2 separate regions of the Mus musculus genome follow, and region 1 is linked to region 2. The links are chromatin contacts, called in public Hi-C maps. All regions are on one chromosome and are shown on one strand. Each heading gives the region's core, a stretch centred on a gene start, on an enhancer-like site or on the middle of the called end of the contact. The rest is flanking DNA. Distances are from core to core; before and after follow the strand shown.

Region 1 (6,336 bases), core at 3,107-5,606, 150 kb before region 2:
CAGTGCCGGCAGTCTCTAGAAGTGTAGAGAATTCATAGTACACAACGCACCTCGGCAGGATATTGTTCAAAGAATCCATCCTGTAAACTTCTCTGAGCGATTCCGTGAGGTACAGCACTAACCCTGATACTGAGAAAGTTATCGATGGTTTCAGGAAGTTTCTTTTGACAAGGACCAAAATGTCTACTACAAATTTTTCTGGAGATTCTTTATAAGATTTATAAGATATATATAAGATGATATATATATGATTATAAGATTTATAAGATTCTTCCCCAGGAATAAAGCTTTGATTCAATCATTTCATCCTTTTTATAGTCATTCTCTTGTCATTATAATAATGTGGTTTAATGTGACACTTTTTGTGTGTGCGATTGTGTTTTCTCCTGTGTGCTTTTTCTCTTACTAAAGGTGATAGTGTTCATATCTCCATGCCCAGTGGCACTCAGACCATCACACCCCCAGTGTGAGGTCAGCTCCATGTCCAGTGGCACTCAGACCATCACACCCCCAGTGTGAGGTCAGCTCCGTGTCCAGTGGCACTCAGACCATCACACCCCCAGTGTGAGGTCAGCTCCATGTCCAGTGGCACTCAGACTGTCATGTCCCCAGTGTGAGGTCAGCTCCATGTCCAGTGGCACTCAGACCATCACACCCCCAGTGTGAGGTCAGCTCCGTGTCCAGTGGCACTCAGACCATCACACCCCCAGTGTGAGGTCAGCTCCATGTCCAGTGGCACTCAGACTGTCATGTCCCCAGTGTGAGGTCAGCTCCATGTCCAGTGGCACTCAGACCATCACACCCCCAGTGTGAGGTCAGCTCCATGTCCAGTGGCACTCAGACTGTCATGTCCCCAGTGTGAGGTCAGCTCCATGTCCAGTGGCACTCAGACCATCACACCCCCAGTGTGAGGTCAGCTCCGTGTCCAGTGGCACTCAGACCATCACACCCCCAGTGTGAGGTCAGCTCCATGTCCAGTGGCACTCAGACTGTCATGTCCCCAGTGTGAGGTCAGCTCCATGTCCAGTGGCACTCAGACCATCACACCCCCAGTGTGAGGTCAGCTCCGTGTCCAGTGGCACTCAGACCATCACACCCCCAGTGTGAGGTCAGCTCCATGTCCAGTGGCACTCAGACTGTCATGTCCCCAGTGTGAGGTCAGCTCCATGTCCAGTGGCACTCAGACCATCACACCCCCAGTGTGAGGTCAGCTCCATGTCCAGTGGCACTCAGACTGTCATGTCCCCAGTGTGAGGTCAGCTCCATGTCCAGTGGCACTCAGACCATCACACCCCCAGTGTGAGGTCAGCTCCGTGTCCAGTGGCACTCAGACCATCACACCCCCAGTGTGAGGTCAGCTCCATGTCCAGTGGCACTCAGACTGTCATGTCCCCAGTGTGAGGTCAGCTCCATGTCCAGTGGCACTCAGACCATCACACCCCCAGTGTGAGGTCAGCTCCGTGTCCAGTGGCACTCAGACCATCACACCCCCAGTGTGAGGTCAGCTCCATGTCCAGTGGCACTCAGACTGTCATGTCCCCAGTGTGAGGTCAGCTCCATGTCCAGTGGCACTCAGACCATCACACCCCCAGTGTGAGGTCAGCTCCATGTCCAGTGGCACTCAGACCATCACACCCCCAGTGTGAGGTCAGCTCCGTGTCCAGTGGCACTCAGACCATCACACCCCCAGTGTGAGGTCAGCTCCATGTCCAGTGGCACTCAGACCATCACACCCCCAGTGTGAGGTCAGCTCTGTGTCCAGTGGCACTCAGACCATCACACCCCCAGTGTGAGGTCAGCTCCGTGTCCAGTGGCACTCAGACTGTCATGTCCCCAGTGTGAGGTCAGCTCCGTGTCCAGTGGCACTCAGACTGTCATGTCCCCAGTGTGAGGTCAGCTCCGTGTCCAGTGGCACTCAGACCATCACACCCCCAGTGTGAGGTCAGCTCCATGTCCAGTGGCACTCAGACCATCACACCCCCAGTGTGAGGTCAGCTCCGTGTCCAGTGGCACTCAGACCATCACACCCCCAGTGTGAGGTCAGCTCCGTGTCCAGTGGCACTCAGACCATCACACCCCCAGTGTGAGGTCAGCTCCGTGTCCAGTGGCACTCAGACTGTCATGTCCCCAGTGTGAGGTCAGCTCCGTGTCCAGTGGCACTCAGACTGTCATGTCCCCAGTGTGAGGTCAGCTCTGTGTCCAGTGGCACTCAGACTGTCATGTCCCCAGTGTGAGGTCAGCTCCGTGTCCAGTGGCACTCAGACTGTCATGTCCCCAGTGTGAGGTCAGCACGCAGTGCCTTTGCAGGATGACTTTGCTTCATGAGAAATAATGGCATCACAATGGGAAGAGGGCTTTAGAAAGTGGGGTAAAAACAAATGCTGGAGCAGTAAGGTGGATACTAGTCTCTGCAATGTTGGACGGTCAGAGTAGGATTTGAATACAATCAGTTATTTTTTAAAAATATAGACTCAGGAATGGGCTGGGGGAGATGATTCAGTTATTTAGAAGCTTGGTGAAGAAATTATAATAGAAGATAGCCAATGTTGACCTTTGACCTACACACACACACACACACACACACACACACACACACACACACAAACACACACTCCTCAGGGACACATATATTGGGGTGATCCACGTCAAAATGGTTGCCTGAGGGGGGCAAATGATTCTTAATATGCGGCTGTCACTCAAAACGCTTTTATGATATGTATTCATGGTTGTTCAGCTATCCAACAAACGCCCCTTAGGCATTTCTTTTCATAAGATTCTGTGTTGGCAGTTACCAGGACTCATAAAAATGTGAGATAGCATCTGCCCATGCATAGGGAACAACCACCTTGAGGTTGAGGATTGGTTTAATTTCTGGCATAAACCAAATCGTCTGAAATCAACTCCAGTGGAAGAAAGACCATGATTAAAACTAACAGAAGGTTCTTCAGAGGCCGCTCTAGTGGCACAGTTTAGTGGCAAATCACAGTGGTGCAGCCTCTCTCTCCCCCTCTCTCTCTCCCTCTCTCTCCTTCCTTTCCTTTCCTTTTTTGCAACTGTGTTTGTTCCTTGTCCTGTGACTACAGTTCCTTGTACTAAAACTAAAGCTGGTGGTGTTTGTTTCTCCATCCCATAATCTGAACTGGCACGGGGACTTGTTGTGGCCAGTGGAATGAAGTCGCACTGAGGGTGTGCCCATTTGAGGCAAGATCCACGGGGCTGACATGTTTCTGCTTGCTCTTTAAAACTTCTGTCATTGCCTTGCGAGCACTCCCAGACTAGCCCGGTGGGAGCTGTAAGACACTTAAAACCAAGTAGTGGTGCTCCATCTTTTACAGCCAAGGTCAGTTTAGACAGTCATTTGATGGTCCCCCATTGCTCCAGACATGTGAGTCTTGTAACGATCAGCAGAGACGCTTCTCTGGCCTCTTAGGGTAGATGAGGAATAAACACTTATGCCACTGGGACTTTGTGGCTGTTCCTCAGCATTGCTCTGACAGTAGCTAACTGATACTGCTTAGACACTGATTACAGGAGTAGACCTCTAAGTGTTGAACTCTCATGATACTCCTTTAGTAAGTGAATGCTGTCTCTAGGTGACCTTTTTCTAGACGCACCTGTAGGGTATTTACTGGGCATCCTTCTTGTGCCCTGTGTTCTGTACTTGTGTGGTCACTTGATTGGATGCATAAAATGTATGGCTCTGTTAATTAAACAAAATGTTTGGTGCAGGCAGGGACCACATCTTTTTCTTGTGCCTCTGTAATGCCTATCACATAGACAGTAGTTACTAGCACATGAGAGAATCAAGGCGCAGGTTAGAGGTCAGATCTCCAATTGTGCGTTTTACTAACTCTAGTTTAAAGATCATATCTGGCCTGTAACCTGTAGTATTAAAACACGAGTAGCTCTTAGTTAAGTAGGACAATTACTTGATGAGAGTTCACACAAACACACACCATCTTTCCGTTTTAGTTATAAAAGAGTTAGTCTCTCACATCATCACCGAACCTTCATCTCTCCAGTAACACAATGACCAGCTTCCTGTCTTCCTAAAAATCTTTTTTTCAGAGAATATACTATCATTAAAATGAGTGTTTATGTAGGAGGCAAAAAGCATTTTAAACCATCACTAAAAAATATCTATACATTTTACAATTTTACAATTCCTTTTCTGTTGGGTGGTAGAGACAGTTGGGTGCAGCCTGATTCTTTGTTTGTGTGTCTCAAGGGCCTCCCCCCTCGCCCCCCCTCCCCGAAGTTGTCCCCTTCTGATTAAACAACTCTTTCTTAGCCTGTGCAAGGTCAAAACTGCTGGAATTAATGCAGCTGTCTGGGCTGGTTCTGTTGCTGTATACTGGTATCACATGAGGTGGCAGGCCAGCTCCAGGGTCCTGGTAATCACCACAGAGCTAGACAGCTGATAGGCTAAGAACACCAAGTTCTCCAGGCAACAGGGAGCTGGGAGTTCAGACACACTGAAATGAACCTTGGAGGATCTGTGACCTCAGTCTGATGGTGGCTAGTAATGAGTCAAGTGTAATTTTAATTTAAAAAGCTTAAGAACCTCCTTAGTGACCAGTAAGTTGCTTCTGCCTTATAACAACAAAAAGACTTACAAGCTGGTAAAACGGCTGACATGCTCTGGGATTAAGTTGCTATCATTCAAGGGACCTGTAGAGGATCTGTGAAATGGTTTAAGCCAGAGCCATAATAATATAAAACAAATTTTCTGTTAAATCTTACAAGATTATAGACTCTGAGCATTTATGTGCTAAAGATGTATACATTTATATATACACATATTGATAAGTAGTTTAAAATACTCTTCCTCAAGGTTCATGAACTTTCAGGTTCGATTAATTTGTTATTTTCTTTCCTTTTGTTCTTTTTTCTCTTACTGTTCTGAGAGTGTTTTTTTTTTTGTTTTTGTTTTTGTTTTTTGTTGTGGCATTGGGGATAAAACCCAAAGCCTCGTGTATGCTAGGCAAGCAATTGAGTAGCATTCCAGCCTTCAATTAACTTGAATGTGTGTGTGTGTATGTGTGTGTGTGTTTATGCATACGTGTGTGCTCAGGGGGACATGCATGTATGAATGTATTTCTGCAGTTGTCAGAAAGGTTCTTTTGAGATGGGTGGCTCACTAAATGTAGAGCTCACCTATTAGCCAGACTGGCTGGCCAACGAGCCCCCAGGATCTACCAATTTCTGCCTCCCAGCATCTAGGATTACAGGCATGTGGCAGATTGTGGCAGTTTTGATGTAACTGCCCCTCAATCAAAAAGAATACACACACACACACACACACACACACACACACACACACACTGGAGATCTGAGCTCAGGTCTGCCTGCTTCTGCAGCAAGTGCTTGCAGACACAGCCATCTTTCCAGCTCCCTTCAACTAATTTTTAATGAATGTAACACATGTATTGGGAAGGCAGCTATGGTAGCGCAGGCCTAAAATTCTAGCCTCTGAGTGGTGGAGTCAAGAAGGATCAAGAGTTTGAGTCTAGATTCAGCTCCAGGGGGACTTTGAGGTCAGCCTGGGTTATGGGAGAAGTTGGCTCAAACAAAACAGAGCAAACAAAACTCCACAAACAACAAACAAAGAAGTATCAGGTTCTGTGTTAAACGTTTAGATAAAAATGTTCTCGCCCAGTGAATATTTAAATGCTTCACTCACTGGATATGCTACATGGATGGAAACTAGAAGTCAGTTAAGAAATAGAATGATTTGCTTGTTTTGCCGGCTATGTTTGGTTTGTATAATCTTTGTTTACATAATACAGGAGCCCATAATCTCCCAGGAAGTTCTCTGTGAGCATTTTACCAGATTTAGCCAATTAATCGACATTCACAGGATGGCAAATCTGAGAGAAGAAAAAAGCTGCGGCCACCTGGCCCGCATGGGATGTTAGAGTGTTGTTTTTGATTGAGGGGCCATTACATCAAAACTCTGTCTTAAACAGGTGTGTCCTGAGGCTTACTAAAGGAAAACTACAAATCAAGCTGATTGATTATCAGTCAAGGCATTTGCTTGCTCCTCTCTGGGCAGTTTGGATCTTGTGGTCCTGTCCATAGATTATAGAGGATTTAAAAAAACAGAACAAAACAAAAAAACCGAAACCAAAACCAAACCAACCAACATCAGCAACAACAAAAACACCAACAAAAAGCCAAACACCACCAACAAAAAAACCCAAGACAAACATCAAACCAAAAGTTAGATAACTGTGCTAGGGTGCACGATACATTGTCCCAACCACTTCATACAGTTTTTATTGGAATAGGAGGCTTTTCCTTTGCTTGCTCTTTCTTTCCTTTCCTTCCTTTCTT
Region 2 (6,649 bases), core at 1,998-4,497:
TTTTTCTGCCGCTCCTTTAAGTGTTCCTGTGGTAGACAAGTAGTATCAGTAGCCTTGGTTATTAAGCCTTTGTGCTGTAGAGAGGCATTTTGATCCAGCTCTTGAACTGGAGTCAGGCACATAGCTTTCTTTGGACAGCTGGATGCCAGAAGCAATGTTAAGCTTGTACTTTGGGTACAGTCTCTTTCTACTGTTGATTCTTGGTCAATTCCTTGGTGGCATGATCAGGTTAGCCACTAAGAAACAGAAAAAGACACATAAAACATATTCAAATCCTTTGTGGCTATCCCAAATCAGTCAGCCACTAGCCAGTTTGACAGCTGATCACGCACACACAAGTGAGCCAAGTCAAATTGAGCTGAGCAGAACCCAACCCTAGAGCTACCCAATAGACCTATAGACTAATGAGAAGTGTTAAGTCACCGTTGTTTTAAGCCACGTCATTTTGCTTGAATGTTTTGTTATATAGCAATAGCTAACTGATACCATTTCAAGTGCAGCAATAAGTTGGTATTTATGAATGCCATTTAAGTGCCTAATGTTCTTCATCCACATACTAGTTTACTCTTTAGTTTACAGAATTGAACTGCCTAGAGTTTAGACCTCTCAGGTCTTAAACTTAACTTACAAATGTGCCTGGCAACTAGGAATTCCTACTATCTTGTTTAATAAAGTGACATGTGGCCATCACCAAAGTAAATGAATGGACAAACCATCTCTCTCCAACTATCAAGTTTTTGAAGTGAATAATATTGTCCCTCAGATGTGAGCCCCAAAGTTCAGAGAAGTTAAGTAGCTTGCAAGATATCACAGTGATAGAGCTAAGATGGCCTGCCTACATTTGACTATCATCTTAGTTAGGATTTTTACTGTTGTGAAGAGACCCCATGACCATTAAAGTGAGGCTAGCTTACAGTTCAGAGGTTTAGTCCATTGTTATTGTGGCAAGAAGCATGGCAGCAGGCAGGTAGACATGGTGATAGAAAGGAGCCAACAGTTCTCCATTTGGATATCTGAATCCACAGGCAGAAGGAAGAGAGAATGAGCCACTGGCCCTGGCTTGAGCATCTAAGACCTCAAAACATACCACAAGTGACACACTTCCTCCAACTAAGCCACACCTACTCCAACAAGGCCACACCTCTAAATCGTGTTATTCCCTGGTGACTAAGCACTCGTGAGTCTAAGTATACATGGGTCTATGGGGGCCATTCCTATTCAGACCACCACAAATACATCTTATGTCACACTACTGCACTGTCATGGCCATGGTGACCTTCTTTTGAATATGTAATTATAATTTCAGTCTTTGGCCTTAGTAGAATTGCAAAACAACAGATTCAGAAATCAAAATCATTTTTCAGAGGAATTAAAACAGGATCTTAAGTTCAAGGCCTTACTGGGCTACAGACCGAATGAAAGGGTTTAAGGCTAGCCTGAGTTACCTAGTGATACTTTGTCTCAATAATAAAAATGGGCTGTGTATATAGTTCAGTGCTATAACATTTATCTAGCGCATACCCTAGGTTTACTCCCTGACTTATAGCAACAACAACAATAGCAACAATAATAATATAGCAGGAACAGAGTGGATGAAAAAGAGGGGAATCTGGGCTGTACCAAGTATTGGCTATCACCTCTTGTCAACAAAATCTTGATGCTCCTGCCATCCTGCTAAGCTCACTAAGCAGACTCATTTGTGAATATGATACACTTGAGTAGCACATCTAATTGAACTAGCAATTTTTGAATTGTGTATATTTCTCAGGGAAGCCTTTTATTTAAATAATACTATATGCAAAGTGTCAGTGGGCTCAACAGAACAGAACAAATAAATATAAGATGATTTCTGTTTAGCCCTCACCTCTTCCCCTGCCCAACTCTACGGATCTATGCTGGACAGGCTGCTTGAACTCAGCCATTTAGTCTTTCAAATTTTTATTTATTTATTACGGAAAAATGGAAAAGAATTCTCAAGAGTGAAAAAGGCTCCAAGGGAGAAATACCCTAGCCTTTTTTGCTCCATTATAAATTCCTTTGAAAGATATGATTTCAAAATTCCTGAATTAGATTCTAAGCTTTGTATCACTTAGAATTTATAACCATTCGTCTGGATTTTTTTTTTCCACCTACATTTATCTGTGCTCACCACCAAGCAACAAAACAAATGTACTATGCTTATTTCTTTCTGTGCACATGATAAAAAAAAAGAAAAGAAAAAAATTCATTTTAAAAAGAAAAACAAAACCAAGAAAACTCTCAAATCCAGTGGGATGGATTGTTTAAGGGCAGACTTTGGAAAACGTGCCCTGCATCACCCTCTCCCTGGTGAGAGGCCATGCACTCTGGACTCTGTTCAGTTAGAATGTACTTCTGAAAGTGCTGTTTCTGTTTTCCTTTACTCTACCCAGTAAAGGGGAATCAAACTGCCATTTAATAGTTTGTGCCTGGAACCAATCTGGATCGACGTGACTTTCCCATCTTCTGTCCTGTGCCCCAGAATCATGTTGAGTCCCTACCAGATATCTGGAAGAAGTCTAAGACCAGTAACTTCAGGTGTAGAGAACACGTGACGCAGTTAAGATTGATGGACAGCCCTCTGTGTGATACTTCCTTGCTGAGAACTGACCACTAGAGTATATGCCTGAATCTCCATCCCTAAGGAGAGGCTGGTGCCAAGTCCGGGCTCATGGACAGATAATGATTATCATTGTAAAATCACTTCAAAGAAAGAGTGGAATTTTGCAGCCGTGAGATCACGGTAGATCTGAGTATAACTTTTGTAGTGTTTCATTAGATTTTCCCCGAATAGTCCAGGAAGTGGCATGCATGAGGCTTTCTGGCCCACAGATTTTCTGTGCTCCTGGCTGAAAAAAAAATCAAGATCCTAAGAAATATGTTTATTGTGCCCATATCTTAAGAAACTCTTACTTGATCTTGGCAGGGCCAGTTCTTGTTTTCAACAATTGAAAACATCTTTGTAAACTGTTTCCAGAAAGCATTTGCAAACACCCCGAAGTAAGGCTACATGCTTATAATTCAGCTCTAAGCCTCAATTAAGGCTGTTGTTGCTGCCTCTAATAGCCTGACACCATAATAATATTATACAGTATCCCGAGATAATGAGAAGAATTCTCCACATCTGCTTACACTCAGAGAACAAAGGAGGACTGGAGGGATACGTCCTGGAGCACTTGCAAAGCACTGACTTTGCAAGTGGATTTTCCCAGGGGTAATTGCTCTGCCACTGTCGATAGTGGCATAACATTCTGCAGAGGTTGGAGGAAGCTTGACACACAGGCTGTTCAGGCCTGGGGTTCAGCAAGGCTCCCCACTGGATGGCTGGAGCTCACACTTTCATGTTAGTTGCAATAGGAAGATAAGGTTTGTGGGCACATTAAAAATGTTCATAGTTTATGTATCTTTCTAACTAGGATTTTTAATATCTAATATCATACCCTGGGTTAGACAAGGGGGAATGTGGTTGAATATGCCTTTTGATACCATTAGCAGTAGGCCTTCTTGGAAGAAGGTTTACAATGGGTTTCCCTTATGTCATGTCCTACATTCCTGGGAAGATAGATGCTCTTGAGAGACATGGACTGATTGGCATTCTCAGTCTTCATTAAATAGGACCGTCAGGCACACTAAAGGAAAACCATTCCCAATTAGAAGTGCAGACGGTAGGAGACATAGTAGCAAGGAAGGAGCCTGTTGTCTGTGCTTCCTGGCCTGCTAGCAGTTCTTGTCTGTTTAACAGAGCTGTAGGAAAGAACACGATTATAATGAACTGAAGGGAAGAAACAATAACTGACTCCAGTGGACACCCACTGGTTGGTTTTCTAGTCAAAACTTCTCTCTGTCCTAACAGAGCTCTCAGGTTCTAGCCGTAGTAATTCGTTGGGTCTTGTACTGACTCGAATGTCCTTGTCACCAAAACTGACACAAAGGTCTAAATACAATGCTGAAATACATGAGTGTGTGGGAGCATGCACATGGAATGTGGTGGGGGATGAAAGGAAAAAGTTCAAAAGGAATGTGGGCTATGATCGGAGTGAATATGTGTGCACCCTCAGCATCTGCAAGTAGAACTTCTGACTCAATGTGTTGGTTTTAGGAGAGGAGACTTTGGGAGATGACTGGTAGGAAGAAAGGGAGCTGTCCTGAGTGAGAGTAGTGTTTTTGTAACAGGGAGCCCCAAGAACTCCCTATGCTTTCTATTGTGTGAGAATGTAATGAGAAGATGGCTTTCTATGAGGGAATGGACCTTACCAGAGACCCTAGAAGTGTTAGAAATACATTTTTTTTTGCTGCTTATAAGTCAGTAGTTTGGTAACACTGACTGAATAGACTCAGGTGATATATTAGCCAACCAGTGTGAGCAACTAAAACTCAAACCCCCTGGGAAACTCTGGTATAACTCTACAATACTTCAGAGCTATTTGGCCATAGACTAAGGGTGATGCTGTATTTATCTGCTAATTCTCTTTGAATTGTGAGTTGAAGAGCGCTTTGAGGGCAGCGAGTGGAACGGGGAGATTACTGACAGGCATTTCCTATAAGCAGCTTTTTTGAACTTACTGAGTGCTGAGGGGATGTGTATGGGTGCCAACAGCTATCGCTGCATGTTTGGCTCCTTCCCACCTCTGTATCTAGGCCCGTGTTATCTTAGAGCCACTGGTACAGTGAGACTCCTTAGACACAGCCTCTGATTTACTGTTTGTCACATGTCTAAAATCAGTCAAGAATCAAACTCGAACCCTAGACTTCAGTCAGCTGATGGGAAAGCCAACTTCTTCTGTAGGCATGAAAAAAAAAAAAAAAAAAAAGAAAAAAAAAAAAAAAGAAAGAAAAGATTGAAGTCCTAGCAGCAGCTAGTGGCTAGCTTGGTAACACATGACTAGAGTTTCCTGAGCTTGCTCACTCCTAACCAGGACTTGAGAGAGAGAGGTGAGCCTGATTGTAGAATCTAAGTCCTCATTGAGCCTGTGTAAGGCTTCCCTGGTTTTTAGGGCTAGGAATTTAGGTGGCCAAGAGCAATAACTTAGGATACCCAAGATATAAGATATAACTTGCTAGACGCATGAAATTCAAGAAGAAGGAAGACCAAAGTGTGGACACTTTACCCCTTCCTAGAAATGGGAACAAAACACCCATGGAAGGAGTTACAGAGACAAAATTTGGAGCTGTGACAAAAAGATGGACCATCTAGTGATTGCCATATGCAGGGATCCATCCCATAATCAGCTTCCAAACGTTGACACCATTGCACACACTAGCAAAATTTTGCTGAAAGGACCCAGATATAGCTCTCTCTTGCGAGACTATGCCGGGGCCTAGCAAATACAGAAGTGGATGATCACAGTCAGCTATTAGATGGGTCACACAGCCCCCAATGCAGGAGCTAGAGATATTACCCAAGGAGCTAAAGGGAACTGCAACCCTATAGGTGGAACAACAATATGAACTAACCAGTACCCCGGAGCTCTTGTCTCTAGCTGCATATGCATCAAAAGATGGCCTAGTCGGCCATCACTGCAAAGAGAGGCCCATTGGACTTGCCAACTTTAGATGCCCCAGTACAGGGGAACGCCAGGGCCAAAAAGGGGGAGTGGGTGGGTAGGGGATTGGGGACCTTTGGGATAGCATTGAAAATGCAAACGAGGAAAATACCTAATAAAAAAATTAAAAAAAAAAAAGAAAGGCATTGTCTCACATTACAGAGGCAGGGTGATGCTTGCTGATGGCTGAAGGAAAGCTATTTCTAGGCTGTCTTAGCTTGTCTGGAGCTTGATGGGACTCCTAGTGGCATTCCTTGGCCTGTAGCTTCATTATTCTACACACACAGACACAGACACAGACACAGACACAGACACAGACACAGACACAGACACAGACACAGACACAGACACAGACACAGACACAGACAAACATACACACACACACACACACACACACACACACACACACACACACACACACCACACACACACACACACACACATGCTATGTCTTCCTGGTACACAAACAAAGCAAGCAAGGGACATTCTGATGACTTACATGGCTGGTGTCATCAGGATGAGTGAACAACCTCCAGGATCAGAAGATGTAGACTGGAGTGATCAATGAAACTATACATGAAAAATACACCCCTTCCCTTTTACACATTGGTTAACGAGTACCCTCAAATCCTTTGTTGAGTCTTGTACTGTTCTGAGCACTAGACTATAATACTGAGCAATGATAGCCATTTCTCTGCCCTCAGGTAGCTTGTGTTCTTGTCAGAGAATAGATACACCAGAGATAAAGCAGAGACACTTGTAAAATGTACACTGCCCCAAGTCATGGCTCAAGGACAAAGCATCAGAGAGACTTGGAGTTTCAGACATGGTGGCCAGAGTGGACCTCACTGGAAAGATGGCATTTGCTTAAATAAGCCCCCCCAGAAGTGGTATTGTTATCCATGGAGATAAGTTCTGGGAAACACAGCATCCACTGTGGCTTTAATCGAAAGTAAGCAAAGATGATCCATAGAAAAGGGTATCTCTGGTCTTAGAAGAAGGGCTCATTGAAGAGGGGCTCTCTGGCTCCTTAAAGGGAGATTCTAGGTAGCATTTGTAGGATTTTGGTTTCTTTTTACCTGGCTCAT

Evidence for each region. A called contact is a pair of places that touch in the nucleus more often than the background predicts.
Region 1: a contact with region 2 is called in a Hi-C map of Sertoli cells, with 1.8 times the contacts expected there. The contact joins two enhancer-like sites. A contact is called at or near these places in 9 of 39 promoter capture datasets (the 3T3-L1 cell line, 3T3-L1-derived adipocytes, cranial neural crest and 4 more), 2 of 484 Hi-C or Micro-C datasets (Sertoli cells and uterus), 1 of 115 datasets of contacts at active chromatin or transcription factors (embryonic stem cells) and 2 of 9 other capture datasets (embryonic stem cells and pancreatic islet).

What each region holds. Positions count from the first base shown.
Region 1 is chr15:7,796,996-7,803,331 of GRCm38.p6, reverse strand. No RefSeq gene overlaps it. Among named protein-coding and RNA genes, the nearest start is that of Gdnf, 15 kb to the left of the region's middle. Within about 2 kb of position 4,356, at least 2 of the 459 cell types and tissues checked have an H3K27ac peak or open chromatin away from gene starts, as enhancers often do. A contact at or near this core is called in Sertoli cells, where this site is marked.
Region 2 is chr15:7,647,484-7,654,132 of GRCm38.p6, reverse strand. No RefSeq gene overlaps it. Among named protein-coding and RNA genes, the nearest start is that of Gm41264, 88 kb to the right of the region's middle. Within about 2 kb of position 3,247, at least 6 of the 459 cell types and tissues checked have an H3K27ac peak or open chromatin away from gene starts, as enhancers often do. A contact at or near this core is called in Sertoli cells, where this site is marked.